Regions from separate parts of the Hordeum vulgare genome. Here region 1 is linked to region 2. The links are chromatin contacts, called in public Hi-C maps. All regions are on one chromosome and are shown on one strand. The core of a region is the stretch at or near the end of the contact, and the rest is flanking DNA. Distances in the headings are between cores, read along the strand shown.

What was found. Hi-C and Micro-C count contacts between places; a contact is called where the count stands out from the background.
Region 1: a Hi-C map of leaf shows a contact between it and region 2, with 4 times the contacts expected there. The contact joins the promoter of LOC123394957 here to the promoter of LOC123395514 in region 2. A contact is called at or near these places in 3 of 6 Hi-C or Micro-C datasets (leaf and seedling).

What each region holds. Positions count from the first base shown.
Region 1 is chr5H:70,872,647-70,880,101 of MorexV3_pseudomolecules_assembly, forward strand. It overlaps LOC123394957, which reads right to left and starts at 2,096. Exons shown (of 6, transcript XM_045089862.1): 1 at 1,591-2,096; 2 at 988-1,193; 3 at 1-196. The coding sequence starts at 1,800.
Region 2 is chr5H:70,579,052-70,586,018 of MorexV3_pseudomolecules_assembly, forward strand. It overlaps LOC123395514 (cyclin-A3-2-like), which reads right to left and starts at 3,465. Exons shown (of 7, transcript XM_045090516.1): 1 at 2,866-3,465; 2 at 2,507-2,739; 3 at 2,265-2,417; 4 at 2,128-2,161; 5 at 1,867-2,016; 6 at 1,635-1,769; 7 at 1,155-1,546. The coding sequence starts at 3,219. The coding sequence ends at 1,475.

The DNA.
Region 1 (7,455 bases), core at 846-3,345, 290 kb after region 2:
TAATAAATTGGCATGCCTCTTTTCTGATTCATTAGTCGCTTCATCATCTTCTGATAATCTCAAAATAGATCCTCCCAAACTGAGGTCACTGTGGCTATATTCAGTGCTATCTCTTTCCTTGCACTCGGTTTCATCATCAGACAACTCTAGGATTCTTTCAAGGGAGAGCCTGTATTCAGCATTAGACAGAGTGTACCTGAAACACAGACAAAGTAACTTTAGGTGATAATTATCCCTGGCATGTTTATCATGTTTGTGAGTAGGCAGTGCAAGCCAGGTGTGCATATAACAAAGCAAAAGGTACCAAGGAGCAGGAGCTTGTTCAAATTTCCTGTCTTGTTTTAGAGAAGTGAAGAAAGCAAAGTTTTCGATCTTTTTCTTACTAACAACTATTACCACATGAAAAAAAGTTGATCAAGGTCAGTATTTCAGACTGAAGTCTGAATGATTAAGTTCAGTTAGCATGTTTTCATCTGCTGCTTCTCAAATTATGAAAACAATGTAGTCATTCAATAACAAATGGAAGGGCATGGAAAATATCAAGCAGGATTTGCATATTCTATGTGACAAACGTCTAAGTACACAAGACAACAACTGTACCAGCATTAAAATCGGACACTCGAAGAAACTATGCAACATGAATTGGATTCCACAGTTCACACCCTTAAAACATGTTTTTGACATGTGTGACTCAAAGTGCAGCAAACTGTTCTGATAATTGCCCTTTTTACAGTGAGTAGTGACAGTTGAATTTCGATTTCCTACACAAAGATAATAAGAGCAGGCTACCAGCCTACCATTAATGGCGTACTTTCCCAGTCCACCTCACATAACGGGTTGACCTAGATTCCACATCAAGTAATTTGCTACTTCTATATGCACACAATTGCAAAAGGTAGCCATGCCAAAATGCATCTTCTTTTGACCAGAGACAATCAAATTCAACTATAATCTATAGGAATGGTATGATTCAGGAGAAAAGCATACCCTGTCTTTATTGAAGATATCACCAACTTGAAGAAGGGATCCCAAAGGGCCTCCACGACAACACGGAACTGATCAGACGGAAGCAGGCCCAACATGCCCGAAACAGTCCTCTTCATTGCATCCACAGTTTCAGGAGGAACATCTCTCTGGACTACACTTAGATCCAAAGGTTCTACATCTTTTATCAAGTTCCAAAGTGAAGATTTCTGCACACAGTACAAGTGCGTCATAATAATGAACAGTATCGGCACATCGATTCGATAGGATTAAAAGATGCTAATCCTATTCCAGATAACCTTTTCCAGTGGAAGGCTGGAGGCTCACAAGAATCTAGTTCTTTGTGAGTGGGAGGTAAATAACCTCCTCACGCCTGTCTGGAGACACCTCAATCTACAGGTAACCTATTCTATGCTGCTTATGATTTTAGTTTCTATCTACAAGATCTTTTTTTGATAATTTATTATATTGTAGAGTTGCACACATGAATATAGTATATAGCAATTTGTATTTGCTCAAACAAAGGGGCAGAGTTTCGTTTCGCTACTACGGACAGACACCCGCTCCACGGAGGGGCATCGGCATCGGCATCGGCATCGCGCTCACCTCGGGGAACCCGTGGAGATGCCTCCCGCGGGCGTAGAGCTCGTCGGGCGACGCCGCGGAGGAGGCCGCAGCCACCACGACCCCGAGCCTCCTGCGCCGGACGCCGCCGCCCGCCGCCAGTTGAGGAACGGGGGCGCCGAGGAGCCGCCGCCCGGGGACGTGCACGGCCGCCCCCTGCGGCGGCGCGCGGATGCCGGCGGAGATCGGCATGTGCGGGCGGCCGTCGCCGGCGGCGAGACCCCTCTGATTGTCTCGCGAGGTCTGGTGCTTGGTTGGTGGGTGGTGGTTCGTGCGGGCGCCTAGCTGGACCCAGGATAAGCGCCAGCTCGTGTCTCGCTTGCCATGCGGGCCCGGCCGGGCGTAACGCGTGGACGCGCTCCGGCCTTCCCACGTATGGCCTCGCGTGGACCGTCGCGTCACCTTCACCCACCGCGTCGCCTACTGAGTTACCACTGGCGCACCTCCGCCAGCAGAGCAGGCCAAGTTCCCGTGTACCGCGGCGCACAGACTTGCGTCTAACGAAAATCAGATCCGAGTTCTTTTATACACAGAAGTCGGCCGAGCATACAGCCAACCTTATAAGCCTACACTCGTACACTCTATATCTATGAACACCTTAAAAGACACAGTCGACACGTTATGTTAACATTGATAAAGTCGTTATATACGTCTTTGTAGTCGACGGAAACGTCTTCTTTCATTAAAGACATATCGACGAAAGACCTAAAATAAATTTTAAAAAATACAAATATTAATGTCAAGCCCAGAAAAATCAGATGGAGGTGTTCTCTTCGACTACGAAGACGTTTGTGACAACCTTGTTAATTTCTCTTTTTTCTGAACCGGACAACCCCTTTCCATTACTTTGACATAACGGAAATACAGTATCCAAACCAAAAGGAAAACCAGAAAAGGGGTGCGAGTCCAAAGCACTCTTGGAAAACCCACACATAGGCACTCGTCATCGAGCAACCTACCGTAGGGCGAAAACCCAAGAACACCCACTCATCGCACACAGCAATTCAAGATAGTATAAGAAGCTCCAGAAGAAACACAGGTCATCGCCTGAATCCACTCCACGCAGGGAGGCACACAAACTCCTGAACTACTCACCAGAACCAAACATCAAAACAGGATAAACCCACCATCAAGCCTCCTCTGGAGCCACACAGATCCTCATCAAAGTCGATGCATTGCTCTTCAGCATCTTCACCCCTCGCTCCATTGCATCTTTGTCCTCCCCCGTCAACAGCCCTGCCCAATACATTAGGAAGCCACAAGCAGAGTAAATAACATCAAAAGGAGACCTCAGCTTCTTATTCTCAAAGGTCGCACGATTGCGGCAATTCCACAATGCCCAACAAATAGCAGCAAGAGCACAAGTATAAAACCTAGCCCCATTAGGCATATAAGCATAGCACCAAGCATAAAACTGTCAAAGATTACTAGGGCCCTTGCTTGTGCCAAGCATACAACCCACAGTTCTCCATGCCACTCTAGCCACAGGACAAGTAAAGCATAGATGTTGCGAAGTCTCCCTCTCCGAGCAAAATGAACATCTAGGATTACCTTTCCACTTTCTTTTTTCCATCACATCACGCGTGAGAATAGCATCCTGAAACAGTTGCCATAGGAAAATCTGGATCTTCAGAGGCAATTTTGCTCTCCAGATCCATCTAAAGTCACAACCAGCAATATTACTTTCTAAATGCTCATACACAGATTTAGTAGAAAACCTTTTTCCACCCCCAAGCTTCGAGACAAATTTGATCTAGTTCATCAGAGATGACCCAGTCATCAACAGTCCTTTTCAGCTCAGCCCATTGGCCAGCCAACAAAGGAGTCATCTATCTCCTGAAGAAATCATCCCCCTCCCCCGCTTTAAAAACCCTCACAGTAATATCTTTTTGATTCCAAATATAGAACAAATCAGCGTAGGTATTTTTTAACGGGGGTTTAGCATTCACAGAATCATGCCACAACCTAGTAATATTACCAGATTTCAACACCACTTCCCTACCAGCCATATAATGAGGCTTAACTTTCATAATAGCTTTCCAAATAGGAGAGTCCGCAATTTTACTAGTAACTGAGGCCACATCATCTCTTCTGAGATACTTCGCTCTGATCACATCTTGCCACAACCCTTGTTGCGTTTCCAACTTCCACCGCCACTTAACAAGGAGACTAATGTTCTGTTTACGCAAACCTTTCACTCACGGGCCTCCTTTCTTCTTAGATCTACAAATGCGATCCCATCTAACCAAGTGATATCTCTTATTCCCCTCAAATTCTCTCCAAAAGAATTTCTTCCTGTGCTTATCAAGTTTGTAGATGACCATCTTAGGAAGCAAGAACATCGCCATGTAGTAATAAACTATACTGGTAAGAGATGAATTCATCAGGATCAGCCTACCCCCCGAGGAGGCTGCATTACATATCCAAGCCTCACAGCATTTAAGAAACTTTTCATCTACAAACATCCAATCTAGATTCCTGAGGCCAGTAAAACTTACTGGCACCCCCAAATACTTCATGAGGAAATGTCCAATTTGACAATTAAACATGTCAGCATATGTACTCAGGGTATCCTCATCACCTCCCACGCATAAAATCTCGCTCTTCTCAAAATTAATTTTCAGCCCCGACATCGGTTCAAACATGTATAACAAGAGTTTCAGATTAACAGCCGCATTGACATCATGCTCAAAACATATAATTGTATCGTCTGCATACTGGAGAATTGCAACCCCATCATCAATAAGATCAGGAGCAAGACTAGTAAGGAGTTTCTCCCTCTGAGCATTTCTCACCATCTTAGACAATGCCTCAAGAGCAATATTAAACAGGAAAGGAGAAAAAGGATCACCCTGCCTAACCCCTTTATGGCTTTGAAAATATGGACCTTTCTCATTGTTCAGTTTAATGCACACCGTGCCATCATACAAGATTTTCTTCACCCAGCCACACCAAGTGTCTCCAAAACCCCTATTTCTATGACACTCCAGGAGAAAGTCCCAGTTGATCTTATCATAAGCTTTTTCAAAATCTAGCTTCAACACTATCCCCACTTTATTTCCATGTTGCGTGTGATGCAAAACTTCATGCAAAGTCAAGATGCCATCCATGATATTCCTATGCTTAATGAACGCATTTTTATGTCTACTAATCAAAACATCAGAATACAATGCCACCCTGTCATTCAAAACCTTCGTTATTAGCTTATATGGGCACCAGAATAAACAAATGGGTTTGTATTGCTGAATCTTTTTAGCTCCATTCATTTTAGGAAGCAAAGTGATCACCTCATAGTTTAGGCGAGCCACATCTAAAGAATTGTTATGAAAGGCTTCAAACAACTTCATCAAATCATGCTTAACAAATTCACAACAATGCTTATAAAATTCAGCTGGAATATTATCGGGTCCCAGGGCTCTGTTGCTTTCCATAGAAAACAAAGCCTTCTTCACCTCCTCCTCCGTGAACTCTCTAGTAATGAAATCATTATCTTCAATACTAATTTTCTCCTCCATCGACCAAGTATTCGGGTCCAGGTGAAACATGTTCCCATTAGCAGGACCAAACAAATCTTTGTATAACTCACTGGCATGTGCCAACAGGTTAGAGGTCCCCTCAATCACCACATCTCCATTCACAAATGAATGAATCGTATTCTTCCTCTTCCTCCCATTGGCAACTCAATGGAAAAAGGTTGTGTTTCGGTCCCCTTTTAACAGTCACCTCTCATTTGATTGCTGGAGCCAAAGTAGGTCTTCATTAGCTAAGATTTCATTAAACTTGGCACACATTATGGTCCTCTTTTCATAAACTACAGGATCTACTGGACCCATTTCTTCCAACCTCTCAATCTCCTCTAGCTTTTTTTTGATTTCACCTTTCCTTTTCCTACTATGTCCAAACTTGTTGGACCCCCAGCCTTTAAAGTATTTCTTAATGCGCTTCAACTTAATATTGAGAACATCAATAGGGTCTTATGCCCTAACATATTGTTCCCAAATGCTTTTTGCTTTTGGAAGGAAATCTTCATTTTTTTAGCCAGGAAAATTCAAATATAAATTCACGAGTCACAGGAGGTCCCCTCTTATCAGATTTCATGGTCAGCAGCAAAGGGTTATGACCTGACACCTCCCTCGCCAGCTTTCGAACAGAAACCAAAGGATACAGGTCTTCCCAGCTAAAACTCATTAACACCCTATCCAATTTTTCCAAAGTAGGATGATTTTGCTTATACGTCCACGTATATCTACCGCCACCCATATCAATCTCTCTCAGACCCAAGGAATGAATGGCATCATTAAATTTTTCAGTAAACTTAAGATTGCCAGGTTTCTTATTCTTATCGCGCATCCCTCTTATGATATCAAAATCACCCCCTATAATATAAGGGATATCAATGTTACTACATGTAACAAGCATCTCATCTAGGAATTATTCTTTACGATCATCATGGGCAGCTCCATAAACCACAATCAGAGCCCACATACACTTCTTCTTCACATCAAAGACATTTACCTGAACCAGAAAATTCCCTACCATCCAGGAAACCATTTCCAAGCTCTCCTTCTTGACCTCACACAGGATACCCCCCGATCTCCCCACAAAGGGTAAGTAATTCCACACAAAGTTACCAAAAGGATCCATTCTATTTAAGAACTTAGCAGGAAACTCCCTCTTCTTGGTTTCTTGGATCCCAATAAAATCAAGAGAATGGTCTTTAATGATGTCTGCGAAACAGGTAGCCATCCCCTTCCTACCTGCTCCCCTACAGTACCCCATTCATATTACTCATTTTGATTTTTTTCCTCTCCTTGGGGACCCTACTAGGAAGCACAGTAGGGGCACCCTCCTTCTTAGCTGAAGATGTTTCATATTTTTGGCTTCTAGTAACAGGCCTAGCAATCACAACAGGTTTTTTCAGTTTATTTTTCTTTCTATAGCGCACTAGCGTAAACTCATCATCCTCAATATTAACTTCATCCACCCAGTTTAAATCTAGCAGAGTTGGTTCACCATTAGCATTAACCAGAACCGTATTATTCATATTCTCCTCAACCTCTACTTTGTCTACTCTCTCCTTGCTATAATTATTATTCCTAAACTTCTCCAACTCCCTAATTACATCAATATTAACAAAATCATTATCAGGAATAATAACCCCCATCTTAGACGCAGCTAACATCATATTCGGATTAGATAAAGCATCGAAAGAATTATGAATATGCGAATTACCTTCCACATTTCTCTTCTTGACAGCAGCAACAACCTTCAACTGTACATCATCCATCTTACTCTGCACATTACGAAGACTGAATCTCAAGTTTTCCTCAGTTGCCAAGGGAGGAGTAGGAATCACCTCCAAACCCACAGCAGTATCAGGAGATTCCACCCTGTATCCAACATTTCCAGCTTCGAATTCTCCCACCTCAGCATCAACAGTGACAACCTGAGGAATATTCTCACCATATCAACAAAGGATTTCTTATTACTCTCAGGGGATAATGATTTTTCAATTTTTTTTCACCTCCCAACCTCTCAAAACTTACATGTTTCTCTTCCTCCATAAAGTCCATAGCCATAGAATCAATCAACAAGGAGGTATGCAAAGATACATCAGATTCTATACTCTCTTGAGACTCTTGGAGTTGTTCTTTTTTTCCAGCCTGAATGTTGTCATGTTTCCCCTCCTCAAGCCCCCTGGGGGCTTCATCAATTTTAGGTTTCTTACTCAAGTTTGTATCAATCTCATCAGACTTCTCCTTATCCCTGCTCCTCACTGAGCTATGGATGAATTCACCCCTATTAGGATCCTTTACCCAAACCTGGTCCACCTCATAATAGAAATCA
Region 2 (6,967 bases), core at 2,215-4,714:
ATGGACTAGTGCATGAACATTGCTTGCACTGTCATCTGTAAGAATACATGTATAATAATTTATAACAAAGGGGGGAAACACCAGGAAGCTTCGGCTACATCAGTTGCCATCAGAAAAAAAAAATTAAGGTTCCCCACACACAAAAAAAAGAAATTAAGGTGCCTCGCAAGTTACTCCGCTATCGATATTAGTAGTCCACAACTGCACATCCAGATGCATATGGTAAATGAAAAGCATGTTCAACGGTGTCTTATACAGCTCTACCTCAGTAATCAATTGAACCGCTATCGATATTGGTAGTCCACAACTGCAGATCCAGATGCATATGGTAAATGGAAAGCATGTTCAACGGTGTCTTATACAGCTCTACCACAGTAATCAATTGAAATTTACAATAAGCATAGCTTTGCACAGCAGACTAAAGAAACCAAGAACCATCCATCTGCAATCACCTGGTCTGCATATTGCTCAGTAATGTGTTTTGAATCTCAATAAATACTGTTTAGTGTGCCATCAAATTTATAAGCATATTCAACACTACGGTGTCTTATACAGCTCTACCTCAGTAATCAATTGAAATTTACAATAAGCATAACTTTGCACAGCAGACTAAAGAAAACCAAGAACCATCCGTCTGCAATCACCTGGTCTGCATATTGCTCAGTAGATGTGTTTTGGATCTCAATAAACGTTGTTTAGTGTGCCATCAAATTTATAACAAGTCATTCAGAAGTGAACACCTTATAGTCAGCAAATGGGTTGATCATTCATTGGAAATGACTCAGGCCTCTAGGATTTTTATTCAATAAAGAATGTTCAGCTAACAAGCTATCAAGATGATACTTACATAGTGAAAGACAAACATCATGCCAAGTACTCCCTCCATTCCTAAATATAAGTCTTTTTAGAAGTTTCACTAGAGGAGTACATATGGATGTATATAGACACATTTTAGATTGTAGATTCACCCAGTTTGCTCCGTATGTAGTCCCCTAATGGAATCTCTAAAAAGACTTACATTTAGAAATGGAGGGAGTATGATTATTCATGCAAGCTATGTTATTTAGGCCTATCTCTAATACAACCCCTTGGTAGAAAGGTAGGTCATAGGTACTGTAAGCACACTCACAGGTAATGAATCAAAAGAAAAAGAATCAGCAAAGGCAATGGATCAACATATATCAAACATTACAGATATGTGGCCAAACAGACCAAGGCACAATGTTCTAAGATATAATACACAAGTACAATTCTACAAAAGAAGAGAATGCCTGGCCTCCTACTTGTGATAAGCCTAGCTCCTAAATGAATTTGAAAAGCTCCTGGTTAGGCTTTAAAACCTCCAGCGTCTAAACAGCTTCCAGCATTCTAACTTGTCTGAGAACCTGCTCTGAAACTGTAATCCTCCCTTATCCCAAGGAGCTCAAGATGAGCTCGGAGTTATTAGCTTTACAGTGGAGCGGTCCAGGAACAGCTATTCTGTTAAGTCTTGGAAGTATGATGCAGGGATCTCGACAGGAGGAAGCAACATCGATACACATTTGAACTGTCGCAAATGATTAGAGTATTAGATCAAACAATACAAGTATAACAACATGAGAAGAATATTACATAACTGCTGGAGTTGAGCATACCCTGTGTTGCTTATACTTGTCCCGAATTGCTGGTAATGATGGACCTTTTCTGTTGAGCTGCAAATCATGTATGGCTATAATGCAATCCTTCAGCTCTGATGCCCCGTAGCCCGTCAGTTTATGCATTTCCTTGCCCTGCAACCACATAATCACAGGATAGCTTTAGCTTTGACAACTTTCAAATGTCGAAAGCAACATTCAAAGCTTTGACATTCTACGTCTCCACTCTTACCCAAGGATTAGTGTCTGGTCCAATGGTCAGCCTAGCAAGAAAAATTGATGAAGCTGCAACCACTGATGGCAAGAACCGGAGACAGCTGTAGTCCAGAAGACTCAGCTCAGCAAGATAGCTACCCATGAACTCCAGTAATAAGCTGGAGCGCTGTGACAAGCATGCAAAAATAACTTCAGGCATCCACACACATAAGCAGTTGAGGAAGAATTAAACCAGATGGGTCCAATATGGAGGATTTAAAGGATTGGTAGTAGTCACCTTCTTGTCTTCTGGTCCAGATCTTGTAAACCGCCTGAAATAAGCAAAACATGGGGGGGAATGCACAAAGATTCAGTTAGACACAGAATGAAAATAGGCAGAGATTATGAACTATTGGATCAGTGACAGTATGCCACCTAATGAAGGTCTTGATGGTCGGACTGCCTATCTCGAAGTTGAGGAGCTTGAGTATGTCGCTCTCCATGGTGAGGAGCTCCTGCCTGGTGTAGGTGTTGTCAGTGATGTAGCAGAAGTCCTCCACATGCGGGGGGCTGATCTCCTCGTACTTCCTGCAACCACCCCAAAGCCAACCCTACTCAATCAATCCTCAAAATCTCTTCGGACCCTTCAAGGCATTGGAACGGGAGGCTGCGCTTACGAGGCAATGAGCATTGCGGCGACGCCAAGGAGCTGCAGCCTGTTGCGGCTGAGCGGGTTGGCGGAGAGGAAGCGGTCGACATAGGAGACGGTGAGGTAGAGCGTGTCGGCGACGAGCTTGTACTCCTCGGCGACCTCGACGAGCCAGTCGATTAGGATAGCCCGCATGTTGGCCGTCACGTCGGTCTGCACCGTCTCGATGTAATCCGCCGCCGGCCGGCGCGGCGCCTCCACCTGCACACCCACATTTGGACGAACCAACGATTAGACCTCAGAGCAGTGGTTCCCACCTAACCCCAGCGCCAGCGGATCGAGGCATCCGACGGCCAGGAATGGAGATCGGGAATGGGAGTGCCGTACCTCCATAGTGCGGAGGTAGGTGTAGATGTCGGAGGCGTAGGACCCGCTGAGCTGGGCCTCGCCGCGGCCCCCGCCGCCGCTGACCTCCTCCCCGGCGGGGGACGGCGAGGTGGACGCGCACCTGCTCACGTCCCCGTGCTCGTCCTCCCCCTCGGCCGCAGCCGCGGGCTTGGCGGGCTTGGACGGCTGGCGGAGGGCGACCCCCGCGTTGGAGACGATGGGGAGCTCGCTGAGCGCCACCCGCTTCCGCTTGGCGCCGCCGGAGGGCCCCGCGGAGCAGGTGGCGGCGCGCTTGGCCGCGGCACGGGTGAGCCGGGGGCCCGCCGCGGGGGCCGCGTTCTCCTTGTCGGCCATGGTCGGCGGGCTGGTGCTCACCGGGGTAGGGCTTTGGGATTCGGTGCGCGGCGGGGGAGGTGGGAGGCGGGAGGCGGAGGCGGTTATGTAGAGAGGATTGGAGGAATGGGAGGGAAGATGGCCGCCAAAACACGCGAATTCGAAGAGGAGGAGGGAGAAGAAGCCCGCGCGGCGCTGGGTTGAGCTCTGGTCTGGTTTCGCTTGGTGGGATTGGAGAAATTTGGGGGATTTTGGGCGAGTGGAGCGCACGTGCTGGCGAGAGGTGGGCGGTAAAAGTTTTAAAATAATGCGGAAATCCCGCGGCGCCTGCCAGCTCCCCCCCTCCCAAATCGTACTGGGCCTTCCGCGTTCCAGCACGAAACAGCACACTCCTCCCAATAGGGTTTTTTCTTTTCCTGGCCCAGTATTCTTTCGGCCGCGAAATTGTATTTCGGTGGCGATGTCATCGTTGTTAAAATATTACTGTTCTCTTTCTTTTTGCGAGAGACTGCGAGTTTTTTTTCATGTGGTTCTTTATTTTATGTTTTTTGCAGGATAAAAGAGTTTTATTCCTCTGAAATAGTGTTACAATCTGTTAAAATAAGATGTGTGGTATTGTCTGGAACACGGCGCAACCAACAGATGGTGCTACCTCGAGAGCAACCTATATTAGCTAGACTATGAGCAACTTTATTTTAAAGACGATCAATCTTCTGCGGAATAAAACCACACGATTTCAAAAGCTTCTTGATTTCCATCATAAGATGATCGTAAGCAGATCGTTGGAGAGAGCCATCTGTAAGCGCCGCCACCACGATGGAGCTATCAGATTGAATCATTATAGGAAGATCAGAATGTTGCACACTGAAAGAGACTCCTTCGAGGACAGCACTCATTTCGGACTCAGGGGCATCCTTGCAATGGTATAGATAGGACTGCGCCTTCCGAGTCTGTCGGAATCATACATGAACCTGCCCTCTCGGTTTCCTTTACAAAAGCTCCATCCACCGATAAGGCCACCCAACCTAGAGGTGGTTTTGGCCATGGTTTGATTTCCTTGTGAATGAGAACCGAGCAGCTCGGCGTGTCGACTACGGGCATCTTCCATTTGAGTATGTCTTCCATACCATACCTTTGAGTGTGGCTATACGAACTCAAGTAGCTTAGGATGAATGATCGTGAGATCTCTGGTGGAGGGATCATCTTGTCATGAAGCATATCATTACGCAAACTTCAAATCCGCCATAGCAGGATAATGATCATAGCACGAACTTCCTCGTTGTGGTCGGTCAGGATGCCGAACAGACATTCCTTGCCCGTATCCACAAGCTTCTCCTTAGCCTGCAGCGGCCAGTCTTGTCGCATCAAATCCCAAAGCTCCAGATATTTTGGGCAGATCACCAGGGCATGGAAGGAACTATCCTCCATCGCACCACACACCTGACATGCAGCCTGCACTGGGATATGGTGTCTAGCTTTGCATTCATTTGTTGGCAACGCATCTACAACCACTCTTCACGCAAAGGAACACATTTTGTTTGGAACTTTGCCGTGCCAGATAAGGTTCCACCAAGGGCAATCTCCTTCAGACCTCGCGCTGCAAGCACCATTCCCATTAGTCTGCATGTGCTCTTGCATGGCTAGGTGGTAAGCGGACTTAACACTAAACTGGCCGAACTTACCAGGGAACCAGGATATGAAATCCTCCTCTTGACTTGGGGAGGTTCTGATTGCTCGAATTACTTGCTCATCAGCTGGGGTAAAGAAAGTGTTCAGAAACACGATATCCCGGCTCCCATTGCCCTGGAGGAAATTTGAAACTTTGTTCAGCCGACAATGCCCTTTAGAAGCGATTGGCCTTAAGGATGGGCCTCTTGGAGCCCACGGATTCTTCCACGCTTTAATCATCTTCCCGCTGCCCACTCGCCAAATCATGCCTTTCTTGATTAGTTCCAAACCATGTTCAATTCCACGCCATATAGCACACGCGTTACCTGTAAATACCATGTCGACCAATCTGCCCATAGGATAATATTTAGCAATGAGAAGCCGTGCAACCAACCTTCCTGGATTCATGAGAAGTCTCCAAGCTTGCTTGGCCACGAGGGCCTGGTTGAAAGCCCTCATATCTCGAAAGCCCATGCCTCCCATAGACTTCGGCAATATCATTTTATCCCATGAGACCCATGCCATCTTCCTCTTTCCCTCTTCGACCCCCACCAATATTGCCTAATGAGACGAGTCAATTCATCACAAACTGACAGGAGTTACTTGAACACGCTCATAGTATATGTAGGTATTGCTTGTGCTACAACTTTTTATGAGAATTTCCTTGCTCGCCATAGACATATATCTCTCACTCCAATCTTCAAATCGTTTAGCTAATTTCGCTAGCAAGGGCTGTAAAATACCCTTACTCATTCTGCCTTTTGGAATCGGTAAGCCCAAATACTTGGGGTCGAACACCTCCTGTGTTATATCAAGAATGCTCTTTATGCTATCGAAGATATACATTTGACAATTGTCGAAGAATAAGATGGAGCACTTGACCGGGTTTATAAGTTGTCCCGTCGCACTTGCATGCGTGCTCAACGCCTCTTTGACAATCATAGCTTGGTCAGGTCTCGCTTTAAAGGAAAGGAGGGTATCATCTGCAAATAATAGATGGGATATTGTCGGCGCCCTTCTGCAGATTTTCAGAGCTTCCAATCCCTCATCACGTATAGCTTTATTCAACAAAGCAAAGAGAGCATCAGCCACAAATAGGAACAAAAAAGGGGATAGAGGGTCACCTTGTCGAAGGCCACGAGAAGGTGAGAATTGATCCAAGAGTTTCCCATTAAACTTGATAGAGTACTTGACAGATTTAACACACACCATTATACGATTGACGCAAGTACAAGAAAATCCCCATTTAAGCAATGCATTCTCCAAGAAATCCCAGCCCACTCTATCGTAAGCTTTTGACAGATCCAATTTATAAGCACAATACGAATCCTCCTGGCGCGAGTTTGAATATGATGGATACACTAAAAAGCGATGGTGGTGTTATCAGATATTAATCGACCTGGGATGAACGCGCTCTGGTGTTCAAAGATTACATCCATCAACAAGGGACAAAGACGGTTAACGATGCACTTCGACACTACCTTATAAACCACATTACATAGGCCTATTGGTCTGAAGTCCTTCAAATCTGTTGGCCATGATACTTGAGGAATCAGAACAATTGCAGTGGCGTTAACACCGGGTGGCATATGTCAAGTGGAGAAAAATTCCAACATTGCGGCAGTAATGTCATTTTTTAGAACTCCCGAGTTGCACTGAAAGAAACGAGCCGGGAATCCATCAGGTCCTCGTGCTTTCATGGGACCAATCTGAAATAAGGCATCTGCAACTTCCTTTTCACATAAGGGGGCATCCAGAGATTCATTCATTTGCTGAGTAACTTTAGACTCAACACACCCTATAAGCCCATGTGAAGAGAATTGAATAAAAAAAATTCGATTAATTAACGAAAAACTAGGCTAAAAGCATTTAAAAAACAAGGCACACGGGGTGATCTCACAACCCACACAAGAACGCGCACAAGTCGTTGAGGAGAAAAACCTCGTTGAGGTTGCAGACCTGCATTGATGGGGATATGTACCTAGGGTAGGGTCATAGGCCTAACCTACAGGTCCTACCCAAGGGAACATCATTAAGGACTTAAATATTTCAAGGAAGATTCCGACTGACTCACCATGAGTCACTTGGTAGGGCATCCACT